Linked DNA regions of Mus musculus: regions 1, 2, 3, 4, 5 and 7 are each linked to region 6. A link is a contact called in public promoter capture Hi-C data. All regions are on one chromosome and are shown on one strand. Each heading gives the region's core, a stretch centred on a gene start, on an enhancer-like site or on the middle of the called end of the contact. The rest is flanking DNA. Distances are from core to core; before and after follow the strand shown. Region 1 holds the start of B4galnt1 (beta-1,4-N-acetyl-galactosaminyl transferase 1). Region 2 holds the start of Atp23 (ATP23 metallopeptidase and ATP synthase assembly factor homolog). Region 3 holds the start of Mettl1 (methyltransferase like 1). Region 4 holds the start of Inhbe (inhibin beta-E). Region 5 holds the start of Avil (advillin). Region 6 holds the start of Tafa2 (TAFA chemokine like family member 2). Region 7 holds the start of Ctdsp2 (CTD (carboxy-terminal domain, RNA polymerase II, polypeptide A) small phosphatase 2).

The links. Promoter capture Hi-C pulls out the DNA fragments that hold promoters and counts their contacts.
Region 1: a contact with region 6 is called in a promoter capture Hi-C map of pre-B cells. The contact joins the promoter of B4galnt1 here to the promoter of Tafa2 in region 6. A contact is called at or near these places in 1 of 39 promoter capture datasets (pre-B cells) and 1 of 484 Hi-C or Micro-C datasets (pre-B cells).
Region 2: a promoter capture Hi-C map of second pharyngeal arch cranial neural crest shows a contact between it and region 6. The contact joins the promoter of Atp23 here to the promoter of Tafa2 in region 6. A contact is called at or near these places in 5 of 39 promoter capture datasets (cranial neural crest, frontonasal cranial neural crest, maxillary cranial neural crest and 2 more).
Region 3: a promoter capture Hi-C map of pre-B cells shows a contact between it and region 6. The contact joins the promoter of Mettl1 here to the promoter of Tafa2 in region 6. A contact is called at or near these places in 6 of 39 promoter capture datasets (the 3T3-L1 cell line, cranial neural crest, hippocampal neurons and 3 more) and 1 of 484 Hi-C or Micro-C datasets (cerebral cortex).
Region 4: a promoter capture Hi-C map of pre-B cells shows a contact between it and region 6. The contact joins the promoter of Inhbe here to the promoter of Tafa2 in region 6.
Region 5: a contact with region 6 is called in a promoter capture Hi-C map of pre-B cells. The contact joins the promoter of Avil here to the promoter of Tafa2 in region 6. A contact is called at or near these places in 3 of 39 promoter capture datasets (cranial neural crest, maxillary cranial neural crest and pre-B cells).
Region 7: a promoter capture Hi-C map of pre-B cells shows a contact between it and region 6. The contact joins the promoter of Ctdsp2 here to the promoter of Tafa2 in region 6. A contact is called at or near these places in 4 of 39 promoter capture datasets (cranial neural crest, frontonasal cranial neural crest, maxillary cranial neural crest and 1 more).

What each region holds. Positions count from the first base shown.
Region 1 is chr10:127,163,740-127,166,439 of GRCm38.p6, reverse strand. B4galnt1 (beta-1,4-N-acetyl-galactosaminyl transferase 1) reads right to left here and starts at 1,284. Exons shown (of 11, transcript NM_008080.5): 1 at 921-1,284; 2 at 218-436. The coding sequence starts at 435.
Region 2 is chr10:126,899,901-126,902,657 of GRCm38.p6, reverse strand. Atp23 (ATP23 metallopeptidase and ATP synthase assembly factor homolog) reads left to right here and starts at 1,287. Exons shown (of 6, transcript NM_001159559.1): 1 at 1,287-1,556. The coding sequence starts at 1,370.
Region 3 is chr10:127,040,563-127,043,415 of GRCm38.p6, reverse strand. Mettl1 (methyltransferase like 1) reads right to left here and starts at 1,484. Exons shown (of 6, transcript NM_010792.1): 1 at 1,346-1,484; 2 at 193-356. The coding sequence starts at 1,437. Eef1akmt3 (EEF1A lysine methyltransferase 3) reads left to right here and starts at 2,022. Exons shown (of 3, transcript NM_001205036.1): 1 at 2,022-2,198; 2 at 2,317-2,428. The coding sequence starts at 2,022.
Region 4 is chr10:127,350,449-127,353,336 of GRCm38.p6, reverse strand. It overlaps Inhbe (inhibin beta-E), which reads left to right and starts at 1,489. Exons shown (of 2, transcript NM_008382.3): 1 at 1,489-2,089; 2 at 2,326-2,888. The coding sequence starts at 1,792.
Region 5 is chr10:126,999,351-127,002,188 of GRCm38.p6, reverse strand. It overlaps Avil (advillin), which reads right to left and starts at 1,480. Exons shown (of 20, transcript NM_009635.3): 1 at 1,358-1,480. Ctdsp2 (CTD (carboxy-terminal domain, RNA polymerase II, polypeptide A) small phosphatase 2) reads right to left here. Exons shown (of 8, transcript NM_001113470.1): 8 at 2,214-2,838.
Region 6 is chr10:123,262,732-123,265,562 of GRCm38.p6, reverse strand. It overlaps Tafa2 (TAFA chemokine like family member 2), which reads right to left and starts at 1,487. Exons shown (of 5, transcript NM_001252387.1): 1 at 22-1,487.
Region 7 is chr10:126,977,406-126,980,183 of GRCm38.p6, reverse strand. It overlaps Ctdsp2 (CTD (carboxy-terminal domain, RNA polymerase II, polypeptide A) small phosphatase 2), which reads right to left and starts at 1,467. Exons shown (of 8, transcript NM_001113470.1): 1 at 883-1,467. The coding sequence starts at 946. Gm40798 (a long non-coding RNA gene) reads left to right here and starts at 2,664. Exons shown (of 2, transcript XR_872169.3): 1 at 2,664-2,778.

The DNA.
Region 1 (2,700 bases), core at 35-2,534, 3.9 Mb before region 6:
GTGGCGGCGACAAGGTTGAGGAGGATAGATTTGCCGCGCCCCTGTCTCCCCCCCAGTTCAAGCTTCGGTAGCCCTCTCCACCTCCCTGATAACTGCACCCAACCAGTCAGCAGTAAGCAGCGTCCGAGTCTAGCACTGGAGGAAACAAAAGCTCCCCGGCCACCCCCTCCAGCATGTTCTGCGCTGTCGCCGCCGCCACGCCGCGGTCCGCACTCACCCCACCACTTGCTCCTTGATCCTGACCGGGATGTGTGCGTAGCGAGGCTCAGGGGCAAGGTCTAGCAGATCGAGTCTCGGGGGACCTTGTGGGGGCGACCACAATGCCAGAGGGTTCGGGAGACTTGGCGCGTTTCGGGTGCTGGAGTACAGGAGACCCAGCGAGGCGCAGGCGAGCAGCAAGACTAGCGCATAGAGGGCCCGGCGGTCTAGCCGCATCCTGATATGGGGGAGGGTGAGAGGTGACCAGGCTCTCAGAGAACGTGAGGGCCGGGACTCTGGACCCCGCCGCCTCCGAGGCTCGCGCAGGTACCCAAGGCCAGCCATCTCCGCTCCGCACGGCGCGCACCCCTTCCCTCATGCTCACGCCAAAGGTCTCCCGGCCTCCTTTCTTCCGCCTCTCTCTCGCCTCTGGGCTTCCGCATACACCCAAGGCTTGCCGTGGTGACATGCAGTATCTTGGGTGCGCAGCCCTCGGGGACCCCACCCCCACCCCACGGGCAGCAGCCGGGCCAGGGTGCTGCGGAGGGGCGGCTGTACTGCACCTGGCGGGTCAGGGAAGGCACGGTGTCGCGCCCGCGCTCGCGGGTGCCCGGCCTCGGTGACCCTCGGGTGGCCTCGTTGAGCCACGGGCACGATGCGCGAGGCCAGGAGGACGCCGCTCCTGCCCACACCTCGGCCGCCGGGCGTGCCAGCGCACTGACCTGTCTAACGTTCTAAGGCCGCGGCAGGATCGCGGTCCGGGCAGTGCCCGGTTCTCCGCCCCGGCCGGGGGGTCCTCATGAGGCCGGCGACGGCCTGATGCGGGAGCTGGGCGGGAGGGAGCCCGACAGTGTCGGGGATCCGACTCCTCCCGCCTGCGGACTCCGGGGCTTTGTAGACCGCAGCGCGGGGGTGGTTCTGAACGTTTCCTGCCGGGGTGAACTGGATCGTAAATCCGCCGCGCCCCAGCCCCAGCGACAAAGCGGGGAAGCCCTGGCACCGCGTCGCGCTCCCAGGCAGCCGAGGGCTCAGGCCTCCGCCCGGCTCTCACACCGCAGCGCAGCGCCGCTCCCGGGCTGGCTGCGGCACAGGCTCGGGCTCTGAGCGGGGATGGCGAGCTCCGCGGCGCCGTCTGGCGGACGCGGAGAAGATTGCTTAGGCGATGAGCCCTCCCGGGAAGGTCCCCCCTTTTCACATCCCTTCGTCCCCAAACCGCGGTGTCTAAGATGCCAGTTCCCGGTCCCCGCCATTTCCCCACTCGTTCACAGTGTAGCCCCAGGAAGGGCGATTGGGTTCAGTATGCGGTCTAACCTCATTTCAAGGAACACTTGGATGGGGAAGATGAAATAAATAAAACCAGCCAGCCCTGGAGGTGAACACTGCCTCACGAGCAACAAAGACAGCGGCCTCTCTCTGACCTCTTGGCTCCGAATTCCAGCCATCAACCGAGGCAAGCCGTTACTCAATGGCCGGCCTACTTCCCCTAACTGCTTCTTGGTACAGACTTGAAGAGGAACCGCAGAAAGTGGCCAGATGGACAGTGAAGTAGGCCATAGGTGGCTTGATTCCCGACACTGACCAGAAACAAAGTCCTGTGGTTCTCAGAAGGATCAAAATTGAATAGAAAAATAGGTAAAACATAATGAAAAATGTGTCTGGGGGTTGGGGCTGTAGATAAGCAATATTGAATGAACTGTGTGTGTGTGTTGGGGAGAAGAGGGAAAACCCACCCTTAAACCAGAAGTTTCAGATCAAATGCTAAAAGTAGAATTACAAAACCTTTAAAATAAATCAAGGGCTTTTTTTCCTTTACAGTCGGAAGAGATCCCCTAAGCAAGAGGCGAAGGGAAATATTAGTAAACCTGTCTATATAAAACACTTACTGGAGAGATGGCTCAGCAGTTAAGAGCACTGGCTGGTCTTCCAAAGGACCTGGGTTCAATTCCCAGCACCCACATGGCAGCTTACAACAATAATTCCAGTTCCCGGGCGTCTGGATACCCCTTCACAGACCCACATGTAGATAGAATATTATTGTAAATAGGAATAAATTTATTTACAAAACACTTGATAGACATCGGGTGTAGAATGCAAAGTTAGGTTTTTATTACTGTGCCCAAGAACTCCGTGAATCAAAATGATCTTTGTAACCGGTCAACTCCCTGCCCGAGGACAGATACGCCACGATTCTCTGGAAGCTGTTACCCGTATCAGATAGCAAGCCACATGCGTTCACTTTTCTAGGGGATCACAGGGAGTTGAGAGGTAGGTAGGAGGAAGTATGTCAGGATGTATGCTTGCTTCCATCTGACCAAGGCATAGCCTGTGAGTTAGCCCTTTATAATCACCTGGCCATTGTAGCTGGTGGCCATTTTCTAGGAACCCTGGAGTGGACTGGCCAGAGTCCATCATCCTGGCTAGTATTAAAGCTTGCTTCAAATTTTGTTCAAAAATTGTGGCAGTCATCTTATTCTTGACTGGTAGAATCAAAACCGACGTGGC
Region 2 (2,757 bases), core at 38-2,537, 3.6 Mb before region 6:
ACATGTTGCCACTGTCTGCTTGTGTGGTGCTGGGCGTAGAACCCAGCACTTCATGTGTATCAATCAGGCAAGCGCTCTCTCAACTGAGTAACACCTTCAGCCTTCTTCTGTAGCTGGGCAAGTTCTATCTGCAAATTAGGGTTGATACTATTTTGCAAGGTTGTCATGAGGACTGGTAATAATGTACATATGTGGACCTTGATAAAAAGAATCTAATCTTTGGCTTATGGCTTTATTAGTCTGTAAGTGCAGGCGCTCATATTTGTATAATATTCCAAGCGAGTGATGCCTTCTGCTTCCCATTCAACTCTTGTTTACGGAGCACCGTGACCCCTAAGTGCTGTTCACAAGGCATTGCATGCCTATTTTTCTTGGACATTTGTCCTCGTTTTCTCCAACTCTACCATCCTGCCTGGCCCGTGGGAGCAGGTGTTTAGCAGTGTGAGCTGAGCTGAATAATTTAGTGAGGAAAGAAACACACACACACACACACACACACTACGTAAAAGCTGGAAGTCTGTCATGAGAGCACTAACACGGACAAAGTGCCTTAAACTGCAGATCTGGCAACATTAATTTTGAGTAAGTGTGCTGGTGGACTCTGATTATGGGAACTGAGGAAAAAGCCTTTTTTTTTTTTTTTTAAGATTTATATATAAATACATTGTAGCTGTCTTCATAAACACCAGAAGAGGGTGTCAAATTACAGATGGTTGTGAGTCACGATGTGGGTGCTGGGATTTGAACTCAGGACCTTCGGAAGAGCAGTCAGTGTTCTTAACCGCTGAGCCATCTTTCCAACCACCCCCTTCTTTTTAAAAGATTTATTTTATTATATGAGTACACTGTAGCTGTTTCCAGACACACAAGAGGGCATCAGATCCCATTACAGATGGTTGTGAGCCACCATGTGGTTACTGGGAATTGAACTCATGACCTTTGGACGAGCAGTCAGTGCTCTTATCCACTGAGCCATCTCTCCAGACCCAAGATGTGTGTATCTTATTTCTGAGCAAGAGGAGGGTTGATGAATGGGTCCCCAGGAGCCACATTTTGATGAGACCAACCAGTCTTTGAAATATCCAAGCGTTTCTGAAAACACTGCCTTTAATTCGGTGTGAGTGGGTAGCGGGAATAAGAGAAACAGCAGGTGAGGGAGTGGGAGGATGGTTGAGGTGCAGAAGGCAATATAGTGGCCAGCATCGGCGGTCGCGAGGCACCGCCCATCAGCCCCGCCCACCGACCACGCCTACCAAGCCCCGCCCACGAGCTGCACGCCGCGTCTCCTTCGTGCTGGCCCGCGGAGCGTGCGCCGGCGGCGGAAGCGGCTGTCCTAGGTCGAGCGGGCAGGAGGAGGCTTGCGGGCCTCATGGCAGGAGCTCCGGGCGGCGGCGAGCTCGGCCCTGCGGCTGGCGAGCCACTGCTGCAGCGACCCGACTCTGGCCAGGGCTCGCCTGAGCCGCCGGCCCACGGGAAGCCCCAGCAGGGCTTCCTCTCCAGCCTCTTCACCCGGGACCAGAGTTGTCCGCTCATGCTCCAGAAGACGCTGGATACCAGTAAGAGCCGCGACCTGGAGGCTGGGGTCGGGGTGGCACAGGACCCGGGGGGTGAGGAAGGGCCCGGACGTGCCCCCACTGATCCCGGACTGCACTGCAGCCCTAGGGCTGCGTGGGCGGGAGGGGGCGTGGGCCTCCGCCCCACTCGCGCTTCTGAAGGCCTGGGCTGGGAGTCTGCCCTCCTGGGTCACACTCACCAGTTTCTTATGTAAGTTTTGCAGCGGCACGGGCTCTAGGGTGCAGGTGAGAGCTGGAAAGAGCTCCATTCATTAATAAGGCAGCTCTACTTCTGGCTATGCACCCCTTCCCTGGGGTGGGGGTGGGGTGGGCGATTCTTTAACCTTCAGTCACTGCAGTAGGAACTGTGGAGAATGCTAGAATAGGAACTTTTGAAAACCCTCGTGTTTATGCACCTAAGTGCATTTTTCTAGGGAGAGTTCCTAGCTTCATCATAGTCTCTAAGAAGCCTGTGACATCTAAGAGGTTTATTATTGCCGCGGGTCACCCAGGCACACTGGCTCCCACTGAGCAATTTATCTCCAGTCCCGGGACACTGCCTTGCTCCTCTGCATCTGCAGATTGCCTGTCTACCTCAGATTTATTTAGGAAAGTAAGATTTAAATGTATTCGACCCTCCAAATAGTTACTATTTTATAGCAGAATTGGTCATAATTCAATCATCAACTGATCAAAGATTTTACTGTCTTCTTTTTAAAGCTTTTTTTTTTTTGATTTCTTTATTTTTGTGTGTGATTGTCTCGCCTGCATGTGTGTCTGCGCACTCTCTGCATTCCTGGTGTCCAGGACTGTGAGCTACTATGCAGGTGCTGGGGAACTCACCCTGGGTTCTCAGCGAGAGCAACAAGTGCTACTAACCACTGAGCCATCTTTTTAGCTCCCTTCCTCCCTCCCTCCTTTCCTCTCCCTCCTCAGAGGTGAGAACTGAACCTAAGACCTTGTGCTTACCAGGCAAGGCCCTACCACTGGGCTCAATCCCTAAGCCACCGTTCTTCTCTCTTACTGGCCATAGACTCACACATTTCTGCTTGCTAACCCTCATTGAAGAACTTTGGTGGGCAGGTCCCATTGGGCTGTGGTACTCAGAGCGAGGCATGGTGCTACCACAGAGAGCAGTGTAGGCGCTGCCTTCCTCCAGTCTAGGTTCTATGCTGGTTTGTTTTTCTAACCGTGGCCCAGGATG
Region 3 (2,853 bases), core at 235-2,734, 3.8 Mb before region 6:
CATCTGAGGCAGCCCCCTCCCTCCTCCAGGGCAAAGGCCACAGACCCAGAGTAGAAGGAAGGTGGAGGCTCTCCACACTGATGTCACTGCTGTCTGGTCCCAGGAGGAAAGGTCAACTAATCCTGCCTCTAACCTGCTGAGATGGCAGAACCCAGGCCTCTCCCTGTCCCAAGAAAAGGGCCAGCTTATTACCTAACAAGCCACCATAGCCACAGCCTATGTCTGCAAACTCCACTTGGGCCCCAGAGTGCTTTTCTTTCTCATCCTTTGGATCATCATGGCTCTTATTTTGAATAAGCGGAGCAAAGAACTCTGGGTAAAGCTCAGACCAGTCCATTTCCTCTGGCTTCACAGGGCTATTAGAAAGAAGACATGAGACACATGAGACTGTTGTACATACCAGTGCAGACATTTTGTGTAAGAGTTGGGGGGGGGGTGGTAGGCTTAGAAAAAAACTCTGCATGCAGGGACCATGTGGTATGTAGAAGGTGTAATGGGAAGTCCCCTGGCTTCTAGGGTGTGAATCAGTCCCATCATGAGGCTATGGCTGCAGATCTGCCAAGTTCTTCTGGGTACTGATGTGTGTAAGGTTTTCCCAGAGACTGACTGCCTAAGGCACTGGAGCACTACTTTGTTTATGTATATTTTAAAATTTTTATTTACCCGTGTATTTTGCATTTTATGTGTATGAGTGTTCAGTCTTCATGCACACCAGGAGAGGCAATCAGATCCCATTAGAAGTGGTTTCCAGCCACCATGTGATTGCTGGGGCCTCTGGAAGAGCAGTCAAGCGCTCTTAACCACTGAGGCATCTCTCCAGCCCTCTTTGTTTATGTATTTTGTGTGGCGAGGATGGAACAAGGAGTGGCCAGGAGTGTGTATATATGTTTATCTTTTTATAAATTAAAAAACCCAAATCGGAGCCGGGTGTAGTGGTGCACACCCTCAGGAGGCAGAGGAAGCTGTATCTCTGTGAGTTCGAGGCCAGCCTGATCTACAAAGTGAGTGCCAGGACAACTAGGGCTACACAGAGAAACCCTGTCTCCAAAATCCAAACCAAATTAAAAAGAAAAACCGGAAGGTGGAAATGACAACTTGCTTCGCTTCATTTTGGCAATAGTTTTTCCCCCCTCTTCCTAGATCTGGCTGGCAAGTCCACCCAGACTTTAAGTCTCCAACACCGCGACCCCTCCCAGCCGGCCAACTCCGCCTTCTGCCCAATCTCCCTAAGCCATCCTCAGCTGACGTGTCACCCGGACAACCCTCCCCGCTCCATCGCAAGTCCTAGCGGTGGCCCCTGCGCGACCGCCTTCCCTCCCTCCCGGACCCCGCCGGGCCCGCTCACTAGCGCAGTGTGTGGTCTGCCATGGGGTTGGAGTGGGCGCGCTGCCGGTAGTAGCGCTTCTGCGGCTGGGGGGCTTCGGCTCCCGCCATCATGCCACGCAGTCCACGTGGAGAGCCGAGCTCGCGGCGCGAGGTGATGACGCAGCCCGCGGACCGCCAGCGGGCCCCGCCTTTTAAAGAGCGAAGAGCAAATTCTGTAGCACCGTAGGGAAAGGACCCTGAAGGGAGTGGGAGGGGAAACCTGCGCCCTGCTATTGCTAACCGTGCTTTGGGGAGGCCAGCTCCGGGCACCCCGCATCCTCCCTTGGGTCGTTCTGGCCTAGTCTGGGTTCTCAAATGCCCACAGGTACCTGTGCGCCCCACAGGTGAGCGGGATGTGAGGGACCCGCCTCTGACAGTAAACTCAAGCATCATTTCTTCTCTCTCCGGGTGGTCTCAAACCAAGTCTGGCCCGTATGGTGTTGTGTGGGTCCTGTTCTGTGTGCGCCAGGTACCCGGGCTCGGGGGTCATCCCCATCCATCTCTAGGAAGTCCAGCTGGAGGAAGGAGAGCGAACTGGGGAGGCGGGGCCCGGTGCCTGGGAGCAGCCCATATGGCTGGCAGTCCCCAGCCTCAACCCCGCACCGATAGAGGGGATCCGAGCGCTGGCCGGGGTGCTCGGGGACTCTATCTGCCGGATGGCCAGCTCTCGCACCGATCCGGAAACTGAGCCCGAATCCGTGTTCCCACGGGAGATCCGGCTCTTCACAGACTCTTACTCAGAGAGCAGCCGGTTCTGCTTCTGTGGGCACGAGCTGAGCATCACGCAGAACTTTGGGTCGCGCCTTGGGGTGGCGGCACGCGTGTGGGATGCGGTGAGGAATGGGCTGCCCTAAGTGAGGGTCCCTGAGAGGTCCAGTCCCCGGACCCCGGCTCTCCCATATGGAGACACCGTTCTGACAGTTTCCCACTTTCTTTTTCCCTTCCTCATAGGCTCTGAGCCTGTGTGACTATTTCGAGAGTCAAAATGTGGATTTTCGAGGCAAGAAGGTGATCGAACTGGGCGCGGGGACGGGCATCGTGGGAATCTTGGCGGCGCTGCAGGGTGCGTGAGCTGGCATTGCGGCGGGAGGAGGGGAGCTGGAGTGTGGAGAAGTGAGGACGTGGATTCCTGGGGGTGGGTAGAACTCAGCTCAGTTCTTTCCTTTTAACAAACCTCTATTCTCCTGCAAGGCAGACAGCGCTGACGAGTGTTCAGAACACTCAAGCTAGTTGGCTTCAGGGTACCTGAAACAAATAAGATAGGCTTTCCGTGAAAAAAAAAAAAAACTGGAGATGCTCTTTCGCTAAAATGCTTGCATGGATTTTCTGAAGGAGAGACCTAGGACAGTGAACCTCATCAAAGATTTGTAGCTTTGTTATGTTAGGATCTTTTAAATATCTTTTTCTTTCCTTTCTTTTTTTTGGGTGTGTGTGTGTGTGTGGGTAGGGGGTGTGGGTGTGGTTTTGTAGTCTGGTTGAGACAGGCTC
Region 4 (2,888 bases), core at 240-2,739, 4.1 Mb before region 6:
CATTCAGGAGGCAGAGGCAGGTGGAGCTCTGTGAGTCCAAGGCCAGCCTGGTCTACAGAGCAAGTTCCAGGACAGCCAGGGCTACACAAAGAGAGCCTATAATGGGGTTGGGGGAGGTCAGATGTTGGGAGATAACTCAGTAGATAAAGCTATTGCTTTACAAGCGCATGGACCTGCATTAGAGTCTCCAGAGCCCAGGTAGAAATGCAATCCCAGCGTTGCAGACACTGGGACTCACTGGCCAGCCAGTGTAGTCTAATTAGTGAGTTCCAGACCAGCAAGGATGTCCTGTCTCAAAGGAGGTAGGTGGATGACGTCCCTAGGGATGGCACACAGGGCTGTGCTCCAGCTTACACATGCACACACACGAGCACACACACGTGCACACAAGCACACACATGCACACACACGAGCACGCGCGTACACACACACACACATGCGCACACATTAAAAAACAAAGTCGGGGGCTGGAGAGATGGCTCAGTGGCTAAGAGCACTGGCTGCTCTTTCAGGGGACTTGAGTTCAATTCCCAGCAACCACGTTGTGGCTCACAACCATCTGTAATGGCATCCAATGCCCTCTTCTGGTGTATCTGATTGAAGACAGTGACAGTGTACTCACATATATAAAATAAATAAATCTTTCAAACAAACAAGCAAAAATAAAACAAAGCCTGGATGACCAAGACCTGAGGCGGCTTTTCCGGCTTTGTCCCCTAGGTCCCTTAAATTTCCATTTTCCAACTACATTACCAGAAGCCTGGCACCACTCCTGGGCTGCCTCAGATTTGGCCAACTCCTACAGTACCCTAAAGGCAGTAGTTACCAGGCACAGGTGCTTCAAAGGCGCTCGCCCTTCTGCCAGCTCTGCCGGACTCTGCTCTGCTGTAAGATTGCATCACCACGAGCCCACCTGGCCGGGTTTCCCCAGACATCACAGAAGATGTCCTCATCCCTGCTCTGGCCCTCCCCCAGGTGGACTCTGGGCAGCCAGCACAGGCAGGGTCAAAAGGTAATTTCTATGTCCCGTGGCACTGCCACCTAGGCCTGATCAAGAGGACTCCATTTTTTTTTTAAACCACCCTTTCTAAAACCTAACTCGGCTTGAACGCTAGAATTATTGTTCTGACATGGAAACCCCGAGAACTAACCCACTGAAACAGCCTCATAAAACGGTTTCCGTTTTCAAGCTCGGAAGTCAGTCAGGGCATACTGAGGAGCCACCGCCCATCCCCACCTGGCTCCTATGGACTCCCTCACCTGAATCCCAGACCTTGGGAACTGACCGTGTGAAATCATCCTCTTTCTTGCATCATGCATGTCCACGTTGCACCTCCATACCCCTACCTCAAGCCACCACACCCAGATGGTGAAACTCGAGTCCCGGGGGAGCCCTCCACCCCCTGCAGGGGCCTGATGGGCAGCGCAGCTGGCCAATCCTAAGGTTCAGAGGGTAGGTCTGCTGGTTGACCGCTAGGTGAGGGATCCCAAGCAACTGGCTCTAAAGAGGCCCTGCCAGTAGTTAGTCATGAACTGTGAGGGTCACACATAGCTACCCCACCAGGCGATCTACTCTCAGTCTTCCTGAGTCCTAGGCTATTGAGGACAAGTAGCTTGGTCTGCTCTTTGTCAAGGGTAGCTGTGACACTGGTTTGCTGTTGCTGCTGCTGCTGCTGCTGCTGCTGCTGCTGCTGCTGCTGCTGCTGCTGCTTCTGTATCCTCTTTGGGAAATCAGACTCATAAAACTGCCACCCATTCGAGGTTCTCAAAGCAGAGCCATCTACCTGGAGCATGAAGCTTCCAAAAGCCCAGCTCTGGCTAATACTGCTGTGGGCATTGGTGTGGGTGCAGAGTACAAGATCTGCGTGCCCGTCCTGTGGGGGCCCAACACTGGCACCCCAAGGAGAACGCGCTCTGGTCCTGGAGCTAGCCAAGCAGCAAATCCTGGAGGGACTGCACCTAACCAGCCGTCCCAGAATAACTCGGCCTCTGCCCCAGGCAGCACTGACCAGAGCCCTCCGGAGACTGCAGCCCAAGAGCATGGTCCCTGGCAACCGAGAGAAAGTCATCAGCTTTGCTACCATCATAGGTGGGTGAGGGGAGAGAGACCGGGGACAGGAGACACAAGGAGAGGCCTGCAGGGGAGGCAGGAGGCGTGGGGTGTGGCAAGAGAAAGAGCTGGGGACACAGGCCGTCCAGGCCCTTTGCAGAGGTCTGTATGAGAGATGAGGGATGGTTGGGTAGGGTGGCCGAGTGTCAGAGAGAAGCTTTGTTCATGTTTTAATTTGCTTTTTTGTTTGTTTGTTTTTGTTTTTGTCTGAGCAGACAAATCCACTTCAACCTACCGCTCCATGCTCACCTTCCAGCTGTCCCCTCTTTGGTCCCACCACCTGTACCATGCCCGCCTCTGGCTGCATGTGCCTCCCTCTTTTCCGGGCACTCTGTACCTGAGGATCTTCCGTTGCGGCACCACTAGGTGCCGAGGATTCCGCACCTTCCTAGCTGAGCACCAAACCACTTCCTCTGGCTGGCACGCCCTGACTCTGCCCTCTAGCGGCTTGCGGAGTGAGGACTCTGGCGTCGTGAAACTCCAACTGGAATTTAGACCCCTGGACCTTAACAGCACCGCTGCGGGACTGCCACGGCTGCTCTTGGACACAGCGGGACAGCAACGTCCCTTCTTGGAACTTAAGATCCGAGCTAATGAACCTGGAGCAGGTCGGGCCAGGAGGAGGACTCCCACCTGTGAGCCTGAGACCCCCTTATGTTGTAGGCGAGACCACTATGTAGACTTCCAGGAGCTGGGGTGGCGGGATTGGATCCTGCAGCCGGAGGGATACCAGCTGAATTACTGCAGTGGGCAGTGCCCGCCCCACCTGGCTGGCAGT
Region 5 (2,838 bases), core at 231-2,730, 3.7 Mb before region 6:
GTGTGTCAGCAAGGAAAATGGGTGCAGGCCTCCCTGCCTGTCCCACGCAGACCCCAGCTTCTCTGGAAGGCTTGTTCTCAGGGAGCTTAGAGGTTCCCAGCACCCATAGAGCTGAATAAGGCCAGGGAGGGAAGTGGTAAGATGACCACGGGGATCTTACGCTGGTCACAGTAGTCAGCACTTGGCTGGGGTTAACACACGAGGTGACCCAGTAGGTCTGCGAACATGTCTCATCTCAAGTCCTACCCTCGGGGAGACTGAGCTCTCACGGTATGCCAAGTGATCGCTAGGTTGGCTTCTCCTAAGACTCAAAGATGGGATGGTTGGACTTACGAGAGATTAAAAGACAAAATCGTCCCGGGGGATTGGAGGGGGAGGGAGATTGTGTGGATGTTTGATAGTTGGTGATATTCAGGGCTTGTTAACTATGTTAAGTCTGGGGATGGGGCATTGTTCAAATAGTAGGCGTCTGTCATCCCCAGCAAGGCCCCACCCCTAAAAGAAAAAAAAGGGTCTGACTCCACCGACCATTCTTTTCTTGAGCCCTAATGGATCTAACCAGGTTTGGAGAGGATGCACCATTACCACCAAAGAGCCAGGCCCCTTTGTGTGATGCCGCAGTAGACTGAAGCAGAGCCGTGGTGCGGAACTGCCAATGTTTGAGTATTTAATTTGATAACTTGTGCTGCCCCACCCTGCACAGCTCAGAACCACCAGGAAATAGTCAGCTTTCCTTCAGGCCGAGTTCTCTCACTTTTAAGTCTAATGCGTGACCCACCCAGGAAAGGGAACCAGAGCTGACACAGTCCTGGTTATCGGTAAAGCCTAACCAGCAACCTTAGCACGGTGAATCCGAGCCCCCAGTGCAGTCCCATGTCCCCCATGGAACTTCAGAATCCAGGAGCTGATTAGAGACCCAAGATTCAGGAAATGCCACACCCAGAAAGCCCAGTTCCATCTATCCACATCAAAGTCCCCCAAAGCTGGGTCTGTTTGTCTTCCCAAGCCGTAACCACCAGCACTTTGGGGTACGGAGAGCTACAAAGATCACAGGCACGGGGTATGGTCTGGGGATTCCAGGTAGCTTGTAACCTACTGGGGTTTAAACTTCTCTTGCCCCACAGTGGAACAGATGAGAGGGGTCTTGTTACCCCAAATCCCTGAGCCTCAAGAACGTGCCCAACCTAGCCAGTGGGATCTACAGGTTCTCTCAGTGTGAAGTTTGCAAAGCTCCATCTTTCCAAAGCTGCATCCCCAAAGACAAAAGCCAGGGAAGGTATGACTCTTGTCCCTTCTTCACCTTTGGCCTCATCCACACTCAGCATTTGGCTGACAAGGACACACAGAGTAGACCTACCTGACCCTCTGTCCTCCGAAGTCCGGCAAAGCAGCAGGTGAAGTACTGATGAGGTCTCCCAAAGCAGCCCGTCCTGAAGCCTGTTTCAGCAATGGCCGCACAGCATAGACACAGGGTTATATTTGCTTGTGTTTGCATCATAACCACATTCTCCTAGCTCTGGCCAATCACAGCCAACCTAGCCCTGGGCTTGACTTATTCAAACCAGAGAGGAAAGCTTTATCTGCTCCTATGCAAAACAGCGAAAACAAGAAGAGCAGACTTCTAAAGGCTTCTTTTAACTCCAGCTCCACACCCTGGTCTATTGATTTTTTTAAAAGTGCACTGTCCATCAATAATTCAGTGAGGGAGGATATGAATTTGCCATATTGTAGATATGAACGTATTATGCTGATGACAGGAGACTGGCTAGAGCTCCCCTACTGTGTGCCTGGACGTTCAGGGCTGAGAGATGATTCTGGGCAATTCTGTGGTGTCAGGAAAGCTTTTGTTGCTTGGAGTCTGTACAAGTCATCCTACTATGTGCCTGGAAACCATGCTGGGCTCTGAATCTCAAGGCCTGTTTGGCAGCATCAAGAGCACATGCAGGAGCCTCCAATTCCCCCAGGGCTTCAGTCTCTACCCCAGTCAATAGCACAGCAAGCAAACGCTTGCCAAGTACCTGGGGAGAGGGAGTTGGTTCCAACCCAGGCCCGAGAGGGGCTAATGCACTCCAACCTCTGTAACCTTGATCAGAATCCCAGCGTTTGCTCTGCCAGGTGCTATCATTTCACGATCAACGAGGTCATGCAGGAAGAACAGTGTCCACCGAGTGTCAGGTCAGTGGAAGGGAAGGAAAGCAAAAGCAGCTCCCAGTCCTGCACAGGTTTTTAAACCAGCCTTTATTAACAATTGTAATACAAATATTCCAAAAATATAAACAGACTCTTAATGGCATCCTACAGTTCAAGTTTTTGAATACAACAAATGTATCAAATCATGAAGCAAGGTGGCCAAGGATCCCATAGCCTGGTCACAGTGGGAAGCAGACCTCTCCCCTCCAAATGGCATCACGGGAATAGCCAGATCCGGGGTAAGGACAGGCATGGAGAATCACCAGCTTATGGTGCAGGGCAGTTCTGGGAGCTAACCCCGAACTAAAGGATGGGGCAGCTGGCCTGACCTGTGACCTCTTCTCCCCTGAACATGGACTTATCTGTTTTCTAGAAAGAGGGACTGGGGATGTAGCTTAGTTGGGAGTGTGTGCCTGACATGCACGAAGCCCTGGGTTGTCCCCAGCACCTCACAAGCCAGCAAGGTGATCACACCTGTAACCCCAGCACTCAGGGGGTGGAGGCAGGAGACCAGCGATCACCTGTAACCCCAGCACTCAGGAGGTGGAGGCAGGAGACCAGCGATCACCTGTAACCCCAGCACTCAGGAGGTGGAGGCAGGAGACCAGCTATCACCTGTAACCCCAGCACTCAGGGGGTGGAGGCAGG
Region 6 (2,831 bases), core at 238-2,737:
GAAGGCGCGGCTCGCACCTACCTGCAGCCGGGCGTCCCGGGGGCGGCAGCACCTAGCGATGGTCCGGTAGCTTCCGCGGGCCGACGCCAGCCTCACCGCTCCTGCATCGCTTCCGAGATGCCGGTCCGCTGGCACCATCCAGGGGCATAGGGACCTCAAGTCCGCCGGTGTGTGTTCGCAGAGGGCGAGCGAGTGTGAGTGCTGCCTCCTCCGAAGGCTAAAGGGGGGCTCGGCAGCGTCTTCACCTACAAGCTGGGGTCCCCCTTCCCCGAAGCAAAAGGAAGGTGCAGCGCGCGAGGTCGGTCCCCGGGCTCTGCTCTTTATCCCACAGTGTCAAAGTAATCGGAAGGGTCGTCGACCGAGGGGGAGAGCCAAAGTCTCCGCAGCCCCCGGCGGCGCCCGCGGTCGCCCGCTGTCCCCGGCGATGCGCTGCGCGCGGTGGTGCGCTCGGCTCCCGCGACTGCGAGGATCCAGGCGGGCTCCAGCCACCGCCGCTCTTATTCCATCTCCGGTTTGTTTGCTTTGAGCGGCGAGCGAGGACTTTTCCTCTCGCCCCGCGTCGGCTCTCCCTTGCACACAAACGCGCGCGCTCACACGTTCCCCCTCTCCCGCCCTCCCCCGGGTTCTCTAGGGAAAGGCAATTGGACGCGGTGATTCACCTTCAGCAGAGCAGCCTCCGCCGCCGAGCACACTCCTCGAGTTCCCCGGCTCTCCCAGGTCTGCAGGCTCCCGGTGTGGAGCGGTTCTGAGCAGGCTCGCGGGCTGTGCGCTCGGCCGGCGTCCTCCCCGGGAGACGCCTGCGTTCCCGCAGCTCGCACTCGGGTCCCGCGGGTGCCCTCTCGGACACCTGGGCGCCGTCGAGTCGCGTCCACTTAGCAGCAACTCCCGGCCAGCTGCAGCCCCTCGATCGCGCCTCCAAGTGCAGCCGGTAGAGCTCCTCGCATCCCACCCGCCGCCACTCTCCGCATCGTGTGCTCCAAGGGAGGGAACCCCTCTGCTGTCCCCCCAAGTCACGAGCGCGCCGGCACCTTCACCACCTTGGAGGTGCGAGTTCCAGCAGCAGACACAAGCGAGCAGGTGTCGCCTGTGTCACTTCGCCAAAGGCGGGAGTGAGAAAGAACGGAACAAGGGGAGGGGCCCGAGGAAACAAATCCAGATCACCAGAAGAAAAAAAAAAAAAAAGCCAAAAAATAAAATAAAATAAAATAATTTTAAAAAGCAATCAAAGCTTCTCCCTCTCTGAGTCCCACCACAAGCTCTGTACTGTTAAAATACACTAAAGATAATGTTCGAAAGTCACCCCAACGGGCAGAGCCCTGCTAGTCCACCCTAGACCCCTGTTCCACTCAGCGGGCTGGCCGTTGGGAGCGACTGGCCCCACTGTACAAAGCACAGAGAAGGCAGGCAAAGATGGGTTCTGACACTCCAGGCTGAGTTAAGCAGTAAAATGGGACGGCTGGACCGGGAGGCTTTGACTCCCTCTGTCTCCCTCCCAATTCTGTCAGCAGTGGCTGCAGATGCTGAGAGCAAACCACCTTCCTGCAGAAAGAAAAAAAAAAAAAAAAAAGTATAAGACAGCAAACGTTGCAAATGCTGGACTATGTCTCCCTCTAGCGGTAAATCTGGATTAGAACGCTTTGCCGGCTGTCACGGAGACTCATAATTTTTCTTCCAAAAAAATAAACAAGAATTTTCTTACACTATCCGATTTAAGAGGATTTTGAATTTCTACAACTAACAAATTCTGACAGAGTCAAAGTTAAGGGGGTTTTAACACAATCCCATGATAGCATATTCATTGCTAAAGGAATATCCTAACTTTACAGAGATTTCAGAGACAGATCCTAGAAGGTCATGTCCTTAAGGTTTGGCCAAATTGGGTCCTGGTTTAAGCGGTGTACATAAGATCTTCCAAGAAAGGACTTCTTAGACTCAGCTCATTTTGATCGTGCTTATGAATGAGAAAACATTTAAGCTAGTGGTTAGGATAGTACGAAAAATGAGTAAGACTTAGACACAATGAGAGAAAATGTCGACTCTGGAACGCTTACTCAGGGATCTTGTCTGTAACTGACTCCTCTCTCGTTCCACTAGGTTAATTTTTCAAACTAGCTAAATTCTCCCCAGGTCTAAGTAGTTGTGTTTCCCCAGCCCTGAGTCATTGAAAGATTAGCATAATTCTTTCCACCATCTATAAACTACCACTTATTACCATAGTTACTAAGAACTAAGGAATATGTTTTAGCTGGTGATTTTATGGTAACATAATTTAGCCTTATTTTCTATCTAAAGGGTTTTATGTAGTTGATTTGGGAGGGCTATTTTAACAAAGCATTCCTGCAAATTTTATTAAAAAGATTTGTTACGTCAGACACAACTAAGCTAGGCACACCTGTAACTTTGCTGTTTAGAGTTTGTGAACATTGTCATTTAGTGGGAGGTGTGCCTTAGGCATTTGTGTGCTTTTAAATAGAAAATATGTATCAAGGTCATGATTAAACAGTTTTCTATTCATTTTGAATTTTTTATTTATTCTTTTCTAACTTGATCATTGTACTTAGTCTACTCTTTAAAAAAGGCAATAATTTACTTTTTCAATTGGGAGTAACTGAAGCAATTTCAAATAAAAATCCAAAACAAAATAATATAGGGTTTTGAATTTTAATCGATTGTATCTGGTAGGTTTGTGAGACTCCGGGGCATGGCAATCATTGTGCACAACATATCTTCAAATGACCTCTTTCAAAAGACCAGTGTCTCGTATGATTAAAGACTTTTATTTTATCACAATTACATGGTAACTCATTTCCTGGGGGAACAAGGTTTTTTGT
Region 7 (2,778 bases), core at 218-2,717, 3.7 Mb before region 6:
TCCCAGCCCCAATCTCCTCCCCGCCCCCGCGGGAGGCTGAGGCCTCCGCTTCGCTCCCCAAGCACACCCCAGATAGGGCCTGCCTGCGGACGTCCCTGTTTGCTTCAATCCGACGACCTCCCCCTGCAATCGGGGTGGGGGGTCGCGAGCCTCTGCCCACAGACAAACTCGCACTTTTTCGCTGCGCGATTCAGAAACACGCTGGGTCTGATGCCATCCGGCGAATTATGTAACCAGGGACACCGCTCCCGGGCTAAACAAACGCGGCTGTGTCTGTGCAGCGGCGGCCCCGGGGGAGCGCACGGGGCAGGGAGGGGCTCCGGCCGGGCCTCGGGTCCGGCTTGTTTGCTCCGCCGAGCCGCGAAGAGAGTCCCGCGCCCGGCAGTGACCGCGGCCCTCCCCCCTCCCCCACCACCGCCCCCGCCTCGGGCCGGTGAACTTCGTCCCGAGTCCCCGCGCCGCCACCGCCGAGCTCCCGGGCATCCCGGTCCTGCGTGAAAACTCCGGTCCCGGTGGCGTTCCAGCTCGGGACCCCTCGTACCCTCCCCAGAGCCCCGGGGCAGGCGCGCAGCGGTGGTGGGTGGGGGAGGAGTGACCACTCCATCTCCGCGGCTCGGGTGGGGGCGGCGCGGGTGGCCTGGCGCGACGCGCGCCCTCCCGAGCCTCTGACTGCCCCCGGGGGGGGAGGGGTGGCCGGACGGGTGACAGCTGCGCGGATGACACCCTCCCGCCCGGCGCTGGCAGCCGGGGCCTCGCTCAGCCCCCACCGGGGTCCGAGAGCCCGACGGGTGCGCGAGGACCGACGGACCCCGGGTCCAGCCGGATCCTCCGCCCCCTCCCCGTTCGGGGGCGACACAAAGTTTTGGGAAGTTGCGCCCCTACCTTGCTTGGTGAGCACCAGGGCGTCTTCCCTCCGCGCCTGGGTGATGATGGAGCCGTGTTCCATCTAACAATCCCGCGGGCCCGGGCTGGCTGGGCGGGAGGACGCGCGGGCGGGCGCGCAGGCGGGCTGGGCTGGGGGGCCTGGGCGGGGGCCCGTCGGGCTCCGGCTCCCGAGACTCCGACTCCCGCAGCTGTTCACATCCCCCTCGCGTTTCCTCCCCGGGCCGGGAAGGGAGGCGGCCTGCACAGAGGGCGGGCGGGCCAGGCGGCGGCTTCCCCGGTGCCCCCAGCCCCGATCCCCCGGTGGCAGCTCCGGGCTCCTCAGTTTGGGTCCAACATGGAGAATCCGGAGCGAAAACAAGAGGAGGAAATGGGACACGGGGCGGTTTCCAGGCTCCCCCCTCCCCTCCGTACTCCAGATAAACAACCCGCGGCTGCAGCGCCCACCCCCGCGCTCCTCCCAGATCTTGGGCCGGCCTCTTCGCCGCCTGCCGGCGCGTTCCGCTCCAGGCCAGCGTCCTAGGCCCCGGGACCCTCCTCCGGCGAGCAGCGGGGGCCGCGGACCCTGCAGAGGTTTGCTATTTTCTTACGGAAAAAGCGAATCCCCGAGGGGGGTGGGGTGGCGGGCGGGCAGGCTGGCGGGGGAGACTTGAAACCGCTCCGGCACTCCGATTGGCCCGCTCGCAGAAAGGGGGCGTGGCCCCTCCTTACTATGCGGTGCAAGGACCCAACAACATTCCAGTCGCCACGGCCACGCCCCCGGGCCACTCCCCGCTTGCTGGGCTGCGGCCTCCTGGTCCTCTCGGCCACACCCCCTTCCCAACTACTTAAAAAGGCCACTCCAACGCTCCGCTTTCCGTGCTCGGTGCTGGGGTGTTTGTGTTTCCGACGCTTTACTCCAAGAAGGCTCAATGGTTCCGCCCTACGAAACCTGGGGAAAAATGGAGAAGCCAGATTGGGTTCGAGGCAGTTACGGTATTTCCTGCTTAGAGCCCAGTGCCTTATATAAGAATACCGCTGATATGTACCTGGGAAGGAGTGTGTAGGGGGCGGAACCGAGACTCCAGAGTGTGAGGAATGGAACTGACCTCTGGAAATGACACCTTATGTATTAAGGCCACCTTAGGTGCCAGCCCCTCCCACTCAGGCATCTACCCTATCCTCCCAGTCCAGCTCCCCCTCCCACCCCCAACTCCCATCTCATGGTTCCATCCTCAGTTTGAGGAGGATAGAGGTGCTTAGTGGACCCAGAAAGCTCTCCCTCATTTTTTAGGCCCAGGCTCAGGTTTGAACTCCCAAACTTAAGGTTTCTCAGGAAGGGTTTCTCCACTTGTCTGCTAGGAGTAGCAGCTCCAAAGAAGCAGTTTTAACTCTGTATCGGGTTGTTGTAAAAATTGTATGCTGTATATGCACCCCATTGCACCTGAAGGAGGTCTCTTCTATCCTTCCACAGTGGGCTCTGGGAATCAAACTCGGCTTTCCTGGGAAGCGCTCTTACTGGCTAAACCATCCCATTGACCCATTTCAAATGCTTTTTGGTGATGGATGAGTTACTATGATTCAAGGCCATAGTTCCTGGGGAATGGGGGGTGGGGGGCACCTGGTGGCTTTCCTACTGCAGTCCTCATAGCTAGACATTTGTGTCTCTTCATCTTGTCCAAGTAGGTCATAACCTACAAGGCACTATCATCATATGTATATATCCTATGTTCCTTACAAGTGCGAATGTTTCTACACACACACACACTGCTCTTTTTTCCCCTTTTTTCCCCCTTTTCTTTCTTCTTTTTTTTTTTTTTTTTTTTTTTTACATAACACCATTTTAATGAAAATGCTGTTTTTCTAAAATGAATGTGACTGTTAGAGAGGATCTGAATGATGCTTATGTAACCTCAA